3 separate regions of the Zea mays genome follow, and all the other regions are linked to region 1. A link is a contact called in public Hi-C data. All regions are on one chromosome and are shown on one strand. The core of a region is the stretch at or near the end of the contact, and the rest is flanking DNA. Distances in the headings are between cores, read along the strand shown.

Region 1 (4,080 bases), core at 471-2,970:
ATAAAAAAATTATATAAAAAATTTGTAGTTTTTATGAGATCTACAACTTTATTATTTCAATTTAAAATAATAAAGGAAAGGGAATGATCCAGATGTTCCATGTGAGGGTTTGTTTGGTTTCATCAAAATCTATATAGAATAACTGAACAAGGCTTAAATAAAAATAGAGCAACAGGATTTGCATAACAAACTTGATCTCTTTGATTGCACCTACACGAAAGAATCTTGGGTTTTTATTTTCCAGTTATTTTTAGGACTTATTATGCATCTCTTCAGTTTATCTAGGGAAGATACAACTTGATGCAACGTTACATGTCTGTCTCTTGGTATAAAGAGCATCTTTATCTAACATCGTATAAGAAGATAATTTTTTTATAAGAGCAAGCATTTATGCACGATTAATATAATGTCAAAAATTTATATTATTACTTTAGAATTCTAATAACCTTTAATAAAAAAATTTAAAGTATAAAATTATATACCTCATTAAGAAATATAACTTTTATTTTAAAATATTTTTTATTTTACAGCAAAAGATATGATTTTTAACACAACAAATTTAGATGGGATGATATACTATTGATATTTTGTATTATTTTTAGCGTCTTAATTAACTTGAATAAAAAATAAAATTAACAAATTATATATTTTATTGAGAGTATAACACTTTATAATCTTATGCTTATAACTTTTGTATAAAAACCATTTTGGCTCGAGATCATACGAAAGAATACTCTCTTCATTTCAAAATAGTTTTTTCTAAGCCCTGTTTTTTCCTATCAACCTATCCACATTTGAATAAATGATGATAAATAATTTATAGGTTAATTAATAAATGTATGTTAAACGAATTATATTTTAGAACGGAAAGAATACTATTTTTCTAAGGTTAAACTTTATCGTGCTTATCCGATTAGCGTGGCGCTACTGCAGCGCCAAATGGATGTATTTCATAAAGTATTATCTATGATGGCAAATTATAAATTGAATTATAGTGCAAGAGTAAGCAAAAGTAAGAGAGTAAAATATCACTTTATAATCATAAATAAACTGAAATAAGCTAGTATTAGTAGCTTATTTTAGTTTAATTGTGATCTCAAAGTGATATTTTACTCTTTTAGCATTACATTATAATTCAACTTAGGCCTTGTTCGGTTAGCTCTCAATCCAGGTGGATTGAGTGTGATTAGATGAGTTTAAATCTTAAACAAGTTAAAGTTCTTCTAAATTTCTTCCAATTACATTCAATCCATGTATAATGGGAATAACCGAACAAAACCTTATATAATCTATGAGAGAAACAAACATGTCCCATCTTTAACAACGTGACTTACAAAAATGACCTATAATTTAAAAATGAGTATATTTTATATAATTTAGAACATCAACAAAAACATTCCACTCCAACAGTAACGCATCAAATCTAGATTATAGGGTATCATGTAGTATATTTAAGGCATTTAAGAGAGTGACTTATAATTTTTAACTAAATTTTATGAAATGATGCAATGTTAAAGTAGTTTTTTTTTGTATAAAGATCTATATTTTAATTTGAGGCACCAATTTAAGACATTGTTAGAGTGCTATTAGACATACCATATATTGGCGCGAGACTAAAAGGAGAAATAGAAAAAAATGAGATTGATTTTAAAATGATGTTTTATTTAAAATAAAAAAATTCTACCTTCCCTACCCCGCCCCTGCCCGTGTCCGGTGGTTGCGGTTGCCCCTTGCCCGCATCATCCCACCTCGCGAACGAGGACGGCTTCTAGTCCCTCGCCTACCCCGCCCCCGAACCTGGCGTCTGCCCTACCAACCGCAGCAGCGACACTAGAATGGCCGCGGCGCCGTCATCCCTCGCGTCCTCCCACCTCTCCCCAATCGCGGCGGTGTCCACTCCCGCCGTCCCACATCAGCTTCGCATCGGCTGCTCCCGCCGCCGCGCCGGGCGCATCGTTGCCATGGCTGGATCCGGCAAGGTGCGCCGCCGCCGCCGTTCTTTAACCAGCCGTCTTTAATCTGCCCCTGTGATTTCTGCGCTCATGCTCCCGCTTGACTCTCCTTTGCAGTTCTTCGTCGGAGGCAACTGGAAGTGCGTAAGTGCTTGTTCTGCCTCTCCAGCTTTACGCGCCTTGGGGTCTAGAACTGATGATCCTGGAGATGCTATGTAACTGTATGATCTTTTGGCTGCTGCCGCATTGGGCATTTCAACGGGAACGGGACGAGATTTTGTCGTCATCCATATATACATCGTGGTTTACTCTGTCCATGGCCACTTCTACAAATAGAATCGCTTGTCTGCTTCCCAGCTTGGCCTGACAGCCAAAGCCGTTTTGTTTGGTATATAAAAGTGTTTTCTCCCCCGAAAGGGTGGTAATAAAGTTGCTGTTGTATCTTTCACCTTTTAGAAAACTTTTAGCTGAGAGATGCCAGGGAATGCTGCCAGTTCTTGCCTCCTGAGTATAGAGAGGCCTTGGTGTTTTCTTGACCCTGTTTGCTAAGCTTTGAGAGGCCTGGCCGAAGGAGGCAATGCAAAATGATGCATGTTGTGAACTTTTGAGTTGTGGTTGTCTATTAGTAATGGGTCTGCAAGATTCATCAGCCAAAACTCAAGCTTCAACTTTGTAAATTCATTTTTGGGCTTCATCTTTGGATCAGCGAACATGGCTTATTTGCTTTGAACAAACATCCTATTTCATATACGGAGCTTCTTCACTTCAGGAGCTCTTGCTAGCAACATTAAGTTATGTCCCTTGGTGTATTTAGTTACTCATCTTAGAATTTGTGGTGTTGATGTCTGTTTCTTTTCCCTCTTCTTCAGAATGGAACAAAGGACTCCATTAGCAAACTTGTCTCTGAATTGAATGCTGCTACCCTTGAAACTGATGTAGGTAAGCTCATTTGTTTCATCTTCACATATCCTAATCTTCCTCTTTCTATGATATTAACATTTGGTGCATGCATCTGATTGGTATTCTTATGTTTTCCTGTTGCACATAGGTTCCCGTAAATGTTTTGATATGTATACCTTACTGTGTATTTGCATTTACTAATATATCACTTATTTTCTTTGTGTTCTGTACAAGGCTATCTGCTAAAGTGTGCATCCGTCGCTAATTCAGTGTTTGGATAGTTGGCTCATAGAAAAAAATACTGTTGGGAAAATGTTTGCTTAGATTTGCTAATGACTTTCCTGAACGCTTTTTATGTAACTGTAAGAAAGTAGAGCATAGGATCTACCTGTATCCTGTATGAGTACCATCTAGCATGGAAACACTTCTTCCATGTTTCTAGCAGGCTCTTCTGTTGAATACAAAATGTCTATCTCAGGTTCTGCAAATGCAGTTATAGGAGCAATTTGTTCTATGGCAGTTTAGATGGGATTCTAATCATGGGATCCAAATTATAATCAGGACTTAATATTTTGGGTTTGAAACACAACAGTAGAGGGAATTATCTAAGAAATTATATGCCACTTTGCTGCTTGTTTCTTGCAGAATAAAGCAATCAAAACTAATGTGTGGCATTATGCAAATCTGCAGATGTTGTGGTGGCACCTCCATTTATCTATATTGATCAGGTTAAGAATTCACTAACTGGTCGCATTGAGGTTTCTGCTCAGAATGTGTGGATTGGAAAAGGAGGAGCCTACACCGGAGAGATCAGGTTGGGTACACTGGACACTGAGCACCCTTTTCTTTGCTAACTATATACATAGAGATTGCAACTATCTGTAAAGCGGTTATAAAATCCAGTCTGTTGGTTTTACTGGATGGACTTTGTATAATAGTTAACGAGGGATTGGGAGCTTTTTCTTCACTTCTGGTTTTGCTAATAGAGTTTTATCTTTCCCTTAAAATTACAGTGCCGAACAACTGGTGGACATCGGCTGTCAATGGGTTATTCTTGGACACTCTGAGCGTAGACATATTATTGGTGAAAATGATGAGGTGATTATTTTATGCGCATGTGCTACTGGTTTGAAACTTGGAGAATCACAGTTTCTGATTACAATATAACAAGTTGTTCAAATGCAGTTTATTGGAAAGAAGGCTGCATATGCATTGAGCCAAAATGTTA
Region 2 (4,080 bases), core at 1,122-3,621, 220 kb before region 1:
AACTTTTTCATGTTGATGAGTGAAATGTAATATACACGATACATCATTTAGGCCAAAGAGAGCACAAGATGCTAATCTTCCAAAAACTATACCACCAACAAGAGAAATTGGAGTTCTGAACATCCAAGCCTACAAATAAAACTTACTTCCCTATATCAAGAACCCAACCAGAGGTGTGTAACTTCAACAACTTTTGCCATGCCGGGAATAAAAAAAGGTTTAGCCAGAGTATACATAGAAGCCGTTGGATGTATATACAGTACTTGGCCGATCCAAGAAGAACGCCTTAAAATTCCCTTCCCACAGCAGGTAATCTAATAATAGCCTTTTGCGCCTCTGGATTGATACAGCTCCAATCTGATCTTTGCTTCTGGCAACAAGTTGTCTATTACTGGGTCTTGCACCATGTAAGCTTGCTTGGAAGCCCATTCGAGCACCGTGAGGATTTCCGCCTGTGCCAACTCCTCGCTGTCCGGGACATTGTGTGCGATGTAGCATGCAAGGGTGAGTGATGCGATCTGAACCACCTGCTCGCTGAAATACACGAGCTGAACCAGGTGCTTCGCTCCGCCTGCACTGATGATCGCTTTAGTGTGGTCAACGTGCAGGTAATTATCCGTGCACGCAAACTTGGTCAGTGCAATCGCTGCCTCCCGAGAGACATCTGCTTCCCTCTCATCAAGAAGCTTCACCAGTGGCCCGATGATCCGGGTCTCTGTAGCACGGAAGGTTCTGGACAAGCAACCCAGCGAGATAATGCAGGGAATCAGGAGATCGTCGTACTCGGCCTTCTCAACGACACGTAGGAACTGGTCAACAACAGCCCGGGCAGCCGGAGAAGTTGGTTTGAACGCCGATCGTCGGAGGTCGGAATTCTGCTCGGCCACGCAGCAGATCTCCATGAGAGCCATTGCGGAATTATACTGCACGTCACCTTCACCTTTCTCGAGGAGAACGGCGAAGCAGAGCAGAGCCCTTGACTCCGTGATGTTCTTACAGATAGCGGCGTTTCCCTTGGCAAGCTGCCACAGCGCCTTGGCTGCGTTAGCTTTCATGTATGCCTTCGTCTCAGGGTCCTCGAACTCCCTGCCCCTTGTACTCGTTCCTGACAGTGACGCGTTGTGCTGCTTCGTTGCCGCGACACCAGCGTTACTAGTGGATGATATGTTGCTGTGCTTACCACTGCCTCCGTTAGGCTTCGCAGCCATGGTGGACTGCACCAGACTGTGGATCTCGTTCTTGCCCTGGGGAACGTGTCCAGTCGGATACCTCATGCCGGCGTGCTCCCCTGCATCCAGCAAGTCCGGCTGAACCGCAGAGGCGGCGTTGTTCTTTCTGTCCATCAGCACGGAGTGTATCGACATCTTGGACGTGACGGCGTACTTGGAGTGCTCCTGCACCGTCTCGAAAGCGAGGTGGCCGACGAGCAGCCGGATGACGTTGTGCTGCGCGAAGGCGTCCTGGCACTTGGGGTGGTTGGCGGCGAGCTCCGAGACGGCCCAGGCCAGCATGGCCTGCACCTTCATGGGTCCCTCCTTGAGCACCTTGGCGAAGGCGAGGCACACCCCGGCCTGGACCATCTGCTCGACGCACTCCGGGTCGCGGCCCAGCAGGCCGATGGCGAGCGCGCAGTTCTCCTGCCCCTCGAGGTGCGGCTCCTTGACGAGCTTGAGCAGCGGCGGCACGCCGTCCTCCTCTATGATGAGCTTGCAGTACCTGTCATTGTCGCGCGCGAGCGAGACGAGGCTGGCGGCGGCGTCGGCGCGGGCGTCGAGGTTGCCGGTGTAGAGCACGGCGATCTGCTCCCAGATGAGGAAGAGGATGGGCTCGTTCTGCGCGATGGGCGGGAGTCCGATGTGGGCGTCGAGGTCGTCGTCGTCGTCGCCGGCCGACGAGGAGACGCGGAGGAGCCAGGAGAGGTCGCCGACGGAGTTGTCGAGCTGGTTGGTCATCTTCTTGAAGGAGCCCGCGGGGATGATGGTGAAGACGCGGCGGACGAGGCCGTGGGCGCGGCACTTGTCGACGAGGGCCAGCGCCTTGTCGAGCGCCTTCTCGGTGTCGTCGAAGATGCGGCGCGCCGGGCGCTCGTAGAGGTCGGCGCGCGCGGCCTGGCGGAGGAGGCCGGCGAGGCGCTCCACCTTGGCCTTGAGCTCCATGCACTCCTGCCGGAACGTGTAGGCCTCGTCGGACCACTTTATTACCTGCTCGGCGAGCTGGATCGGGCGCGCCAGGATCTGCTTGAGGTCGTCCATCCCGTCCCGCCCGACGACGCTGGCCCCTCGCCGCGGCGGCGCGGTCAAGCAACCTAATGGCGGCCGGCCCCAGGCGCCAGGCCCTGTCCCCAATCCCGCAGCAGGCGGGCTGCTCGATCCGACCTTCCTCCCTGCCTCCTCCGCAGGGTGGGAATTGGGGGAGAACTGGAGGAGGAAGAGGAGGTGAACGGGGGGCGGTGGTGGCAGCGAGTTAATTTGGCATGGTTCTTGGTTTTTTTGGGCGAGGGCCGGGTTGGGCGCGCCGCGCGCGCGCGTGCCTGAGCTGGCGGCAGGCCGCGCAGAGCACGGGACGGGACGGCAGCAACGGCCGTCGCGTTGTCTCTGCGCTACATTCGCGTCGGCTTTGCGGCTTCTCTCTCTCTCTGCGGGGTCAAGTCAAATGCAGCACCGAGGGATGGAAATGGAATCGGAGGGTGGTTGGCTGCCTTTGGCCTTTGCCTGGCTGGCTGCTGGCTATAGTTGTCTGCCTGCCCTGCCACTCTGCCTAGCTAGCGGGCGACGTGCCGGGCTGACTGTTACCACGTGGATCGGTGGATGGAGCCCCTCCTGTCCTGACGCGTGGCCCGGGTGAATCAGGGAATACTGCAACGCTTCAGATCCGGCTGCATTCACCAAATCTGTTTTTTTCCCTATCAATCGTTTCTGATACCAAGTTTCCATTTGACTTCATGTATTCAATGTAAGTATATCGCAAACTTTATGGAGTAGGAGTATATCGCAAACTTTAAATGCACCTACCTTTCTGTTCATGCCGCTTTGGTTTCCGAAATGTTAGGTAGCACGTTGAGTGGTTACAGCTAATGAACTGCCAGTATTATATGTAAGCATTTAGTATTAGCCATCCAGGCGAAACAATCCCATTTAATGTTAGGTGCACATGTGTGTATACAAAACACTTTCGAAATGTTAAAGAAATTACTCGTGTTCAATGATACGCATCTAGGAGACGGTACTGCTATGGGTTCCAGCTTCAACGTGAAGCAATGGTGTACTATAATATAAATCTAAACGGTTTTAAAACTTATTATTTTATCTAAATAGAAAAACAAAACGGTTCTCTAAATGTCTTCTAAAAACTTATGGCTTCAGCGTTGTGATTTTCTAAAGCTTCTAATGAACTGTTTCATCAACTTCACCGGATTTTCCAAACAGGGCCTACACATATAAAAAAAACATTCGGAGTGCAAAATACTCCCTTGGTTCAAATTTATAATTCGTTTGAATTTTTTATCCTAAGTTTAACTGGTTCATCTTATTCAAAAAATTCATAATTATTGTTATTTTTTGTTGTGATATGTTTAGCATATAATATATTTTAAATATGACTTTGAATTTTCATTTTTTCTAAAAATTTGAACAAGACGAGTCGTTCAAACAAATTGTAATTTACAACGAAAAGAATAGTGTTTTACACGGTTATAGCACTGTATTATATACAGCCAGATTAACTATTTTGGCTCATTGTCCGAAGCAGTGATGAAACTAGCAAGGACATGTCAAGCCGACGGTCTTGTTTCCATCCAGAGGTCCACCATGTCCACGAGGATCCTTGCTTCCATGTGCACTTGTCGTCGGCACCGCACCGGGCTGCACCACGCCACCTCGTTGTGCCCTGGTCCGGTACGGTGACCAAATTAATCCACCTTGCCTCGACCATCATCGTCGGCGAAGGAGAATGAGGCCAAGAGGGCGCAACACCCGATGACCGACAGGGCATTTCGTGCTAGGTGCAGTGCAGACACCATGGACATGCGACCTTATTACCAACACCCAGAGCACCCATGGTGAAGGTGACGCGCGAGCTCTC
Region 3 (4,080 bases), core at 725-3,224, 130 kb before region 1:
CTCCTGGGTTTTCATAAAAGCATAGAGAAATTTAAGTTGTTTATCATTCATCATAGTTGACTGATTACAAATAAGTACGAAAGAAATTAAAACCAATATGTGAACAATGACATAAATCTCCCCTGTATAAAAACTCTAGGGATAAATGGGAAATATGTCAACCATCTCTAGAGGACTGAGGACAATAGTAGTACCTGGCTAGTAATCATAAAACAATAGATGCTATATGTTGCTTATGAATTTTATTACTAGAATGGCAGATGGTTCAAGATTAGTAAAGGAAAACCTAATCATAACTAAAACATCAAACTATCCAAGTAGATATGGCTCTTTATTTAGATCCTGAACTACAAATCTAAGTGCGAGAAAAACTCTGTTTATATCATTTATAGTTGAAGCCAAACAAGCAGAAATAAATGCAATCTAACAGCAATGAATCCATACTAATCTTTGATAGAACAAAAACAACATGAAGGAAAGTCATGCACATATAGACAGCTCTTTAAATGGGCGAGATATAAAGATTACACGTGTCTCCAAAACCACTTCCAAAGTGGCAGTAGTCTAGTGTGGTTTTATTTACAATCAACATTTAAGTTGCCACTCACTGCAACAACATTTCATTTTAAGTGAGAAATATAATTAACTAACATATAAATGAGTAACTGATAATCCCTTCATTAAAAAATATAAAAAGACCCCTAAAATCTGTACAATCAAAATTCCAAATGCATAAATTTAGAAAGAAAAGGAGCAGATGTGTTCCAGGTAGGAAATATCATCAACAATCTATCTAAGGAAAGTATTATGGTATCAATAACTAACAAGCTAAATTATTTTAGATGAATCAATAAACTATGGCACAAATCATGCTCACTGTTGTGAAACATCATACATGTTGCATTGATCAAAGAACAACTCCACTAGTTTGCATGAACAGAAATTAACAAAGAGCGGGATATGGCATTTTGTTTCTTATGAGACCATTAATTGCAAACTCAAGTGATCTTCCCTAGCACCAAGCCACCAAAGGTAAAATTCATCAACAATGAGATGAATCACAACCTGTGGGTCATTCACATGATCCTCCTCATGCTCCACATCCACAGTTCGCCCTGCACAGGAAAGCCAAAATTACACCAGCAACCAACTAAATTGTAAACTGAACTAGAATTGGGGCAATGAATAGTATGTGCTCACAATCGCTGAGACCAGCGAGAGCCATAAGCCGCGCGGCGACCTCAAGCTCCTCAGCATCCTGCAGCGCACGCGCATAAGCCTCATCGTTCTCAAACTCCGCGGGATCTACTTCCGGCTCCCCTTCTTCGTCCTCCTCGTACTCTTCGTCGTAATCGCTCCCCTCGGCGCCCTCGCCCTCTCCCTCTCCATCACCATCGCCCGAGGGGTGTTCGTGGTGGTGGACGCGGAGGTGGTGCTCCAGTTCCTCTTCGTAGTCATCTCCCTCTTCGTCGTACTCGTAGCTCCCTGCATCAGAGCTCCCGTAGTCGCTGCCCTCGCCACCGCTCCCGTTCATCCGGAGCAACATGTACGCCCGCTCCTGCAACGATCCGAAGCACGGGTTAATCGGAGGAGGCAACAACCCTATGAGCAGCCCCGAGGCCGCGAGATCTCGTCGTCGCTTACCTGCTCCTGCAGGACGCGGGCTAGGGCGAGGTCAGCCTCCTCCTGGCTGAGGGCAGTGAACGGCCGCCTGGCCGCCTCGGCAGCTGCCGCGGCCGCGGCCGTGGCGCCACCGTCATCCGTGGCTTCGACATCCGCTGCGGTAGGTGGCGGCAGATTCAGACTAGGGTTCGACTCGGCGCTTGGCTTTTCGGACCCGGCACCGGCCCCACCACCTCCACTCCCCTTCGAACCTTCCATGGCGGCGAGCGAGGATGGAGACGGGGAGATACAAGGAAAAGGATTAGCGACTCGAGTTAAGCCCCTTTCCCGGGAGGCCACGGAGTGGTTACTGGTTGGTCTTGCGCTTTGTCTAAACTAATGGCCGATTAGCAGTGTGGTTTCGGTTTAAACTGGACCCTAAATGTAGGGGTGACAGTGGACTCTGCATCTTAGGGGGTGTTTAGTTTCTAAGGACTAATATTTAGTCCCTTCATTTTATTCAATTTTAGTTCCAAAATTACCAAATATTGAAACTAAATGTAGGGATGTTTATTTTAGTTTCTATATTTAGTAATCTATAGACTAAAATAGAATAAAATGTAGGGACTAAAAATCCTTAGACTATAAAAGTTAAAGATAAAATCTGATTAGGGCCGGACTCTATTTATGTTTATTTTTAAACTAGAAGTAATATAGAGTCCTATCAAATTGTGAAGGAGCATTTAGATCTATTTATGTTCATTTTTAAACTAGAAGTAATTTAGGGTCCTATCAAATTGTGAATGAGCATTTGGATCAAGATCTATTATCATCCCTACCCGAATGACGCAGAGCCTCAGAGCCAACTTGATTGCGGCTTGAGGTCAATTTGGTTGGGTTGTTAATGTGGAAAAAACTACAGTGGTTTATGGACCGTGAAAAAATGTTGTTGTATGCTATCAGTTGTAAAAAAAAGTCGTTGAGTGGAAGCTAATAAAATCGCTCAACATGGCGTGTTGTCTATCTTTTTTAATATGTGGGTCATTGTTGAGACTCCTTTGTTGAGATCTCCTATGACTGAGGCTCATCGACTCTACGGGCAACGGGGGCATGCCTCAACCATTCTTGGGGACATACAAGTGTGCCGGTGATGATCCCCTAGCGCTCATCATGTACAGTGCGCGCACATCCATATGTGGCTGGATGATGATGTGTCTTGTCGCAGCTGGTGTGGGCGTACCACAAGATTCGGGTCTGTCTCGTGGCTTGCTCGGCGAGGGTTTGGTCGGTCGGTCGCTCCGCCTCGCCGACTTGCTCGGCGAGGACTTGGTCGGCAGCTTTGTCGAGCAAGGCAACTCTGCCTCGCAGACTTGCTCGACGAGGACTTGGTCGGCCACTCCGTCTCTCAGACTTGCTTGGCGGGGACTTGGGTTGGTGTCACACCTCATTTTATAAGGTAAACCGAATGTGAACCATGTACGTGCCAGGATAAGAAATTCACGTACATAGTGATTACATAGTTGAAAATCATCACACATTGCTCAAAATAATAGCGCAAATAAATACTTTATTGTATCAAGATGTCCAAGACATCCACAGAGTCATTAACTTAAGTCATAATCAAAGTGCTGAATGAAACACAGTAAGATAAGGCCTTCATAGGCAGCTGACTAGGGTTTGCCACTAAACTAATCTAGAACTCATCGAAGTCCTGAAACTCCTGAAAGTCCTCCACATTGCCTTCATCTTCTCCTGAGCACTGGTTGCAATGTGGACAACCTAGGTTTTTGGTGTTTTAAAGCAAGGGTGAGTACACATCAACGTACTCAGCAAATGTCCTGTTTGGCTAAAGTGGACTAGATGTATGTTTGGCTAAAGTACACATCAACGTACTCAGCAAAGATATTTATTACCAGTAGAAAAACCAAGTTTTATCAATAATCCCAAGTCATCACCCAAATGACACTCATTCCAAGAGGAAATACCATGCCATAGATATTATCATCATCATTAAGCATCATCATAAAAAGATTCAGAGTAACTCTAATAAAAGGAGCTCTCAAGGCTGCTCATAACCGTGAGCACGGCTGATATACTAGTTTCTAACACTCTGCAGAGGTTGCACACTTTACCCATGAATCGTGATCCCTTCCCAGTCTGTGTTGTACAGACCCGATCTTCACTACCGAGGTGAATGGCCAGGGATTCACTACGTAGCCTTTACAAAGATTCCCCTGATGTGTAGTCGCCCGTTAGGTTTCACCGGTCGTACAAAAACAGTACTCCTCCCTAAGGTGGGTGACTAACAAAACCAAATTGAATGAACCTCGGCACACACCCTTAGCAGAGCAAGCACTATGCCTCGGCCCCCATTGACGGCCCAACGACGAAGCCAACTACACCCCCAAGTTCCTCTAATTAATCAGCTAAGGGTGTTACAGTTTAAGCTCAGCATGATGCAACAATTCAGGTCTCCCC

What was found. Hi-C and Micro-C count contacts between places; a contact is called where the count stands out from the background.
Region 2: a Hi-C map of ear shows a contact between it and region 1, with 2.7 times the contacts expected there. The contact joins the promoter of LOC100383135 here to the promoter of LOC100193000 in region 1. A contact is called at or near these places in 4 of 25 Hi-C or Micro-C datasets (bundle sheath, ear, root tip and 1 more).
Region 3: a Hi-C map of leaf shows a contact between it and region 1, with 4 times the contacts expected there. The contact joins the promoter of LOC100282919 here to the promoter of LOC100193000 in region 1. A contact is called at or near these places in 5 of 25 Hi-C or Micro-C datasets (bundle sheath, ear, leaf and 1 more) and 1 of 3 datasets of contacts at active chromatin or transcription factors (seedling).

What each region holds. Positions count from the first base shown.
Region 1 is chr2:202,354,366-202,358,445 of Zm-B73-REFERENCE-NAM-5.0, reverse strand. It overlaps LOC100193000, which reads left to right and starts at 1,720. Exons shown (of 9, transcript NM_001138170.2): 1 at 1,720-1,979; 2 at 2,070-2,096; 3 at 2,822-2,891; 4 at 3,543-3,666; 5 at 3,866-3,950; 6 at 4,038-4,080. The coding sequence starts at 1,836.
Region 2 is chr2:202,579,654-202,583,733 of Zm-B73-REFERENCE-NAM-5.0, reverse strand. LOC100383135 (ARO1-like protein 2) reads right to left here and starts at 2,371. Exons shown (of 1, transcript NM_001175801.2): 1 at 61-2,371. The coding sequence starts at 2,252. The coding sequence ends at 315.
Region 3 is chr2:202,489,577-202,493,656 of Zm-B73-REFERENCE-NAM-5.0, reverse strand. It overlaps LOC100282919, which reads right to left and starts at 1,974. Exons shown (of 7, transcript NM_001155824.1): 1 at 1,645-1,974; 2 at 1,201-1,558; 3 at 1,066-1,115; 4 at 1-3. The coding sequence starts at 1,881.